2 separate regions of the Oncorhynchus mykiss genome follow, and region 2 is linked to region 1. Evidence: chromatin contacts called from public Hi-C data. All regions are on one chromosome and are shown on one strand. The core of a region is the stretch at or near the end of the contact, and the rest is flanking DNA. Distances in the headings are between cores, read along the strand shown. Region 1 holds the start of ccdc173 (coiled-coil domain-containing protein 173). Region 2 holds the start of dcaf17 (DDB1- and CUL4-associated factor 17).

Evidence for each region. Hi-C and Micro-C count contacts between places; a contact is called where the count stands out from the background.
Region 2: a contact with region 1 is called in a Hi-C map of liver, with 4 times the contacts expected there. The contact joins the promoter of dcaf17 here to the promoter of ccdc173 in region 1. A contact is called at or near these places in 2 of 3 Hi-C or Micro-C datasets (blood and liver).

The regions. Positions count from the first base shown.
Region 1 is chr3:49,073,870-49,077,606 of USDA_OmykA_1.1, reverse strand. ccdc173 (coiled-coil domain-containing protein 173) reads left to right here and starts at 2,437. Exons shown (of 9, transcript XM_036974384.1): 1 at 2,437-2,567. The coding sequence starts at 2,552. It overlaps LOC110520093 (lupus La protein homolog B), which reads right to left and starts at 2,514. Exons shown (of 12, transcript XM_021597130.2): 1 at 2,374-2,514; 2 at 1,093-1,156; 3 at 864-967; 4 at 555-729; 5 at 353-460; 6 at 167-270; 7 at 4-75. The coding sequence starts at 1,149.
Region 2 is chr3:49,356,127-49,360,220 of USDA_OmykA_1.1, reverse strand. It overlaps dcaf17 (DDB1- and CUL4-associated factor 17), which reads right to left and starts at 2,695. Exons shown (of 14, transcript XM_021597155.2): 1 at 1,046-2,695; 2 at 855-958; 3 at 657-747; 4 at 157-293. The coding sequence starts at 1,165. LOC110520100 (serine/threonine-protein kinase tousled-like 1-B) reads left to right here and starts at 2,773. Exons shown (of 22, transcript XM_036974411.1): 1 at 2,773-3,025. The coding sequence starts at 2,941.

The DNA of each region.
Region 1 (3,737 bases), core at 1,188-3,687:
CACTGTTTAGCTTTAGCCTTTGCCTCCGCTTTGAACTGTTTTCTATCCTCTGCTTTCTTTGCATGGTAGTCCTCTCTGAAAACAAGAGCAGAGTTAATATACATTTTTCACCAGTATCAATAGGTCATCTTAGAGACGTGGCAATGGTAGCGAAGCCTCCACATACCTTGACAGTACAATCATTTCATTTTCTTTGAATGATTTGGTGTCTGTGCGTCCAAGGAACTGCTTTGATACTTCTTCAGTGTCGAAAGTCAGGAACACGGAGCCCTGAAAATGGATGGAGATGCTGTGTGTTTTTATTAAACATTTCCATCTTAACTGAGGAAAAAAATATCTCCTGCCACATTACCTTGAACTTCTTTTGCAAGTTTCGTCTCATCTGAATGTTTTCTATGACTCCTTTCCCTTTCAGCCACCCATCAATTTCATCAAGCGTCGTCTCCAATGGAAAACCTTTCTGGGAGATCATAGAACATGTTTGACACAGAGCTCCAAAACAGCTGTAAGATCTCAAATCAGTGGCATCTCAAATATTGGAAAACCCAACTTACAATGTACACAGATTTGTGTTTGAGGGCATCTTTGTACTCGTCATTCAGTTCTGGTAAAGGCTTGCTTGAAATTCTCCTGATTTTTGTTTTATCCTCACTCATTTCCAAAAGGCCAGTCTTGGATTTTTTCAGAGACTCAACAATTACGTTGGGATCGGTTGTCAAACATTTCAGTCTGAAAATAGAGGGGAGAGTTAGGAATCATGTTATAAGCAAGCAACTAAACTAAAAAAACAACATTTTAAAAACAATGTAGGCTGAATTAAGTCCCAAATTCCAATTGAGCAAATAAAAGTAAATTGCACAAACCTGTTAAACTTCAGCATAGTCTCCAGAGTCACCCAGCCATCATCGAGCTGCAACTGTTCTTTGAGGAACTTGTCTCTTGGAAGGTTGTGATCACCAAAGTAGTACTTTGAAGATAAAGAAAAACATGTCAATCAGGGATGACCAGCATTATCCAGGTTAGCTGTCATTATAAAACCACCAGCTTTGGTTATACAGCTACAGTAGAATACATTTTGCTATGACAATATACCTCAATCTGTCTTGCCACCTTCTTCTCAAGTTCAGACATAGCTTGATTTTCTGCCATGATGTGTCTGAAAAAATAAAAGTCAGACAATTACTAGATCAAAATGTGACAAATCAACAAGCAACAGTAACCAAATGGGAAATGCTTTAGATACAAGTACTAGCCATGTCAGCTAATTACACAGCGGACATGTATGCGCAAGACGTATGCATTGAGAAAAGCTTTTGCTTAAGCTCCGAACACACCAGCAGTTTTTTGCGAGAAATAGTACGCAGCATCATATGGATATGTATTTTTTTTATTTAACTAGGCAAGTTAGTTATGCACGCAACAAAAGTTCAACATTCACATTGTGCTACCATTTCTGTCAAGCCCTCTACGCATAGTTTGACGCATACGTTCGATAAATCCAACATATGCACCACGCCCAACGCACTGCAACGCAAACGCAGCGTTTCATTGGACATTAATAATGTAATTCTGGTGTACCAAAATGCAACAACACTGTCGGTGTGATCGAAGCGTTACCCACGTTCACACTCCTGGCTAAAGACAGTCATGTTACCCAACCTACCAAGCAATATATAATGCCCATACTGTATGAAGTACTTTGGTTTACTAGTAGTTACAGTAACAGCCTCAATTCAAACAAGTACATTACCTAAAAGGGCAGTTTACACTATGATGCAGTTTACAGTGAGTCCAACGCGTACTTACATCAAAGATGAACTTACACGGACAAGATATTCGAGTGACAATTCTAACAATGGAAATACATGTCCTCAAATATGGGAGGCAGGCAGGCGGCGATATCAGTTGGGTCCATTCTAGCCAACGAGGGCAGATAGTTCTGCCTGTTGTTCACACGCCTCCGATATAATGTCGTTTTTCAAAGTTGCCGAAATGCCACGTGCGACCACTTAGATCAGTGGATTATTAACAAACTAAACATTACGAAAATTATATTTTATCAAATATGCCTCGCGTAGTAAATTACCAATTACATTTGTTGTTGACCAAATTCGACATTCATTGACCTCAACACAAAAATTATTCCTCACTTCGTTGTCTTATTTTCGTGAACCGATTTTAGGCAGAGTAGATGATCTCGCTTCGCCTCTTCCTCTCTGGCTACACGAACTGTGCTAACTCGTTAGCTTGCTAGCGATCAACTACTTATTTTCTCCACAGGCCTCAAAAATACAAGATAGGGCGGTTCTTTACCAAATAAAATGAATTGTATATGAATATCTACCGCTGTTAAATTGTAACAGATTTACTTACTGTGATAAATTGACCTGCTACCTGCAGAGATGCTGGTTCTTCAGAAGACTTTCTACCACACTACTAAATCAAGTTGGCAAGCAAGCACGTTCTACGGAGAATATTGAGGGCCAAAACAAATTGCTTTCTGGACTGCAGCCGGGGCTACAGCGCCGCCTGACTGCTGCGGAAGTACCTTATGGTCAAAGGTTTTGGTAAATATTGTATTTTTATTTACACGTGTTAATTGATTTGTTAGAAAATATTTGGACAGTAGGTAGAATTCACACATCACACTCTACGAAATCAATTAACATACAACCACCGCATCTATGTGCACCATCTTGTAGATGGACGTTACATTTATCAAGTAAAATCGGGTGCATGAAGCGCATCAATCAGCCACAAAACAGTTGTTTTAGTTCATCATTTTTTTTAAACATTCAGAATCCGATGTCACCACATTTGAAAACGGATTAATTGTGCATACCCCAAACCCTAAGATTTAGATGTAAGGTTGATACCCACCTGGTGACATTTGTGCTTCAAGTGTAGAGATTTGTTTAAAAACTGTGCATTTGTGCATATCAGTGCTTTATCAGGTTAGCCAGTATAAAAGTACACAAATGGTAGTGTTAAAGTGCATGAGAACCAGTGTTAGAAGCCATTCAATGTAAGTGGATTGAAAATTATGTGCTATTTTTGTAATATTAAACCAGCAGCAGTCATTTGTCACTGAACATTTGTTTTTGGCCAAATGGTTATAAAGATGCTCTAAATAATGTAACTTTTTGTATAAAGATTCTTAGCACCTGTCACACATGATCAGTATGGAACAAATGACTTGTATCCATGGGATTTAGTTGAGGTTTGTTGTAAAAGTACATTCAAAGACACAACACACTGTAAATCCAAATGCAGCCCTGTGCTTGCTGAGCTGGGGGGGTTTCCCACAACCTCCCAGGTGTCCAGCTCCGGGTCATACTTCTCAATGCTCTGCAGATACGTCCCCTTTGAATAGGAATATCCCCCAGTCACATAGATGTAGACATTGATCACTACAGCGCCACACTCCATCCTCTCCTTCATCATTGACAACTGCCTCCACACATCTCTCTCTGGATCTCATCCTAGTCTGTCCTCCCAAGTACAGCTTGTTGTTCAGAGAAACAGAGCACAGGCCATACTCTGAAGATATAAAGACAGATTTAGATTTCCTGACTAAATATATTCCATACAAATGAAAATATATGCCCATTTCCTTTGAAACGTGTCATACCTAGATGAGTTATTGTGACAATGATCCACTCATTGATGTCTGGCTTGTAGGCCTGAATTTTTTCATAGGTGCTACCTCCTCTGGTTCCATAGTGGCCCCCGGTCAC
Region 2 (4,094 bases), core at 1,446-3,945, 280 kb before region 1:
TGATGTAGAAAAAATGTGTCATGTTAAGTAAAATCAGTGGTTACCTACAACAAGAGGAACCCCAGCTCCAGAATAATTATAAAAAGAGATCTGTTGGGTTCATGATTTGTGGAGGACATTTTAATTGTAATTAAATCACACTCAACTGCCAATTACCTGAACTTGTGATGTGGGGACAAGTAAACTTTCTCCAATTGTTGTCCTGTCACAGCTGAGAAGCGATACAGCCAATTATTGCTAGTCAGGGCCAAGAGGCTAGGTTTTTGATCTGACGGTGTTGGCAACCCTTTGTCCTATGAGGGTAAACATAATGATGGTTAATTAGGATAACACTAATACAGCACTCTGTTTATAGCATTTCTACTCATTTACAATTACATTTAATATACTTTATTCATCCCCAAGGGGGCAATAATTCAGAAATAGGTATAATAGACAATAAAACATGCCTTTTATAAATACAAAATGCAATACAGTGCAGTCCATTCACTAGTCTATAGTCCAATAGTCCATAAGTCCACAGTGATGCTGACAATGTAGATGTACAGAACTAAAAACTGGAAGTGATATCTATTGACCTCTTAGGAATTCTAAGCTGTTACATTTCTATACAGCAACAGTGAACTGGCTAAGATGGAAAATATTAATTCACTTACAAGAGGGCACTGGCATAGCAATGCATCTTCAATCTTCTCCGCTTTGGACCGCTTGGGTAATTCATACAGAAGTTGTGGCTCAGATGGAAGGCTGGAAATTATATTTTTTCAATTTAAAAAAAAGAAGTAACGGTACTCATGTGATGAAACATAACAATGCCACATAATGTAGTTTACAAAATAAAATATACACATTACCTACTGAAGCAACACTGATAATTTTCAAAATATATCCTCCCACTCTCATAAAATATAGTGGATTTTGAGGACTTGGTCCAGACTTTGGTGAAGTCTTTGCTGTCCTAGAGTAAATTAATAAAAGTCATTACTCAGATTTATTTTTGTGGAATTAATATATTCAATTACTTAATACATTGCACTTCACATACCTGGAGGACAAGACCCCTAAGAATCTTCAAGTTGAGTTTTGACAAAGTGCCAGCATCAAAAATGCCTCTCGATCTCAGGTCTAGGTAGGTTGCAACATTTTTCCCTCTCAGCTGAGGCATCACTAGGAGGCGCTCAATGCACAGGGGCTGGAACACTCCACACAATAACACCAGTGTGTCCAAAACAAAGCAAGCGCAGTTCAACTGTTATCCACGTCGGTATTCGATACTTCCAACCATGTCAATGATTAATTTACAACCAAATACTACGTATACACAAACCTCGTCCTTTAGAACACGATAATTAAATAGTCATAACTATCACGACTGCTAAAACGACGTGTCCTTAGCATCAGATACACAGTGATCGCAGATAGAACGAGCCATATATTTCACCGGATGTATAAATGTGAAGCATCCGGTTAGCGTTTCCGCTCACTACCAAATATGGGGATGAGAGAAAGACCAGCAGTCGGCAGTGGGAGACGATAGAGCGAGGTGGATTTTGACCGGAATTCTTCAGATTATCTCAACGATGAAACATTTGATCTCCATACAGTTTTCAGTTTCCAAAACTAGAATCTGTAACAAACAGAGTGGACAGCGTTTTGTAGACGTTACCTTTCGCCAAAGTATTTTTAAAAACAAAATCGTTTAGGAGGTCAAGGGCGAATTGAATTACTAAACTTCACATAGTAGGTGTTCCGCCCCACCCTCCTTCTTCTTTGGTGTAAGAGCTTTTGCGACAATTACGTGTGCATTCCGCCACCTACTGTACAAGTGGAAAATAAAGATCCGAAAGGGAAAAAATGCGGGGTAATTATTAAATAATATATATATATATATATATTCCATACAAACTATCAATAACGAATTTTTTAAAAACTAAATCAGCCTGCGTTTCTGTTTTAATCAGGTCCCTACACAGGCCCAGAAGGATCCTGTGATGGCTGGACATTTCCTGGCGACAATAGTCCTTGCAGTGCTTCTGTGGTTAAGTCTTGGAGGCCCAAAAACTTCTCAGCTGCAGATATAATGATGTCTGCTTTCTTGGACTTCTTGGATGGTACAAAATCCACCTTCTTCACAATAAGTGTATCCAGACCACTTGATTGAGATATACAATATCTTATTCAGAACTCTCTTCACCGCCTCCACATAGGAGATTTGCTGTACAGCCCTGATCCTTGACACCTCAACCTCTTTCACTCTAACAGGGCACTCAGGGAATTCGGAAATGTGATCCCCGTCACAGTTGCAACATTTTACATTCAACTACTCCTGATTGTCAATGTCCAACGGGACGCCAGAGATAATACCTTTAACTGGTGCCCTGCTCCGACAATCAAAGCTGTCCACTTCCTGCGTTGATAACTTTGCGAGCCTCAATGCACGCTCCTTTTGCTCTTTTGATATATACAAGATATCAACACCATACCGCTCCTGGTTACTGTTTCTGTATGATATGTTAGATTAAAGAATAAAGTTCAATAGCCATGTTCAAGTATTGTACAAGTCCCTACATAGGGGTCAGGGGAACAGCCCAGCTAGTCGATTACCTATCAACTAAACTCCGTAGCATCATCCTTTTCAATAGAAAGTGCTAACGTAACAGCACAACATTAAGTTCATAGCAGGCAAGTCATAACAAATGAAAATACATTACATTTTCTTTTTACTTCAGTTGTCGTCTGCCTCTTGTTGTTGTTGTATTTAACAGAGGACAGGTTAACACGGTCCCTTGCTTACAAAGTAAGCCTGTCTCGTGGCTTACACAGCCGATCTACCCGTGAGTAAGGGCCACGGCTGGAGAGCTTGTAGAAGCCTCACCCTCAGTTGGCTCATGTCTCAATTCTGCAGCCCTTGCCCTTAGGCCTGGGACTGTGTATGAGTGTATGGAGTGTTCTGGTTCGTTGTCTGCTCGGCTACGCGCAGATCCACCCAGTTGCAACGATAGAGGGAGCCACCGACATCCACCAGGTAAGAACATGGTGCAACTCTCTGTAGTAACGTGCCCATCCTCCAAAGTCCTGTGTGGTCTCCCGAGAGCAGTTTCATCCTTATCGTTTCACCTTCAGCTCTGGTAGGTCTCGAGCATTCCAGTCGTAGAAGCACTTAGCGAGCTGCTTTCCATGATGCAGGGCTCAAGTAGCTTGTTGGCTACGGGGATGGTAGTCTCACATGTCTGGACAGAAGGCGTTGCGCTGGGCTGCTGTCCATGTTTTCGGTGGGTGTGTTCCTCCACTGTAAGATGGCTTTCCAGGGGTCGTTGCTGTCACGCAAGGCCTTGCGTAACAAGGTTATCCCATCGAGGGGCCTGTCCACTCCTCTCTGATCTCATGGGGAACTTCCAGCTCTGGCGGTCTTGTATAGTGTGGCACGTAGTCTCGAACCCACCACCTGCCCCGACGAGGCTCATCATGGTTCTGGGCTAGTATTCCCCCCCTTTGTGTCTCGGGACCCTCCCCACCAGCGGTTGGTGTCCGAGGCACAAACGAAAAGTTTGGACCCTTTGTACGAGTTGTCAGCTGCCACGTTATTAAATTGGCTGTAAACCTTTCAACCAAATTTCCTGGTGTTTGTGCTTCAAAACACTCAGTGACTGTCAAGGTTTGTCCCTCACCACAGCGTCCGCGTGTGGCAACCGTTCCAATACCTGCGAACTGAGATGAGGATATCTTTCTGCGATATCGCACAGCGTTTCACTAGTGGGACATATCAGGTCAGTTGCCGGACTGGGAAGCAGAGTACATTCTGCACGTTCATGCTTTTATTCCTGAGATGGCCGCAGTGCTTGCGGAAGTGTCCGAAGGCCAGAGTATCAGCTACAGTATTGCACGACTCCAAGGAGGAAGGTTGCTCATTCACAGAGACTGTTGGCTCAAAAAGCATGAAAATAATGATCAATCAGGTTTGCTGATTGAATGTGACGAGATATCGTAATATCTCTTTGGGTCAGATTTTGCACCACGAGGTTTCGAAAACGTATTTTTCCGAAGGGGTGTTGACAGATACCTCTCGTGGATGACTGTGTTGCAGCTAGCATTAG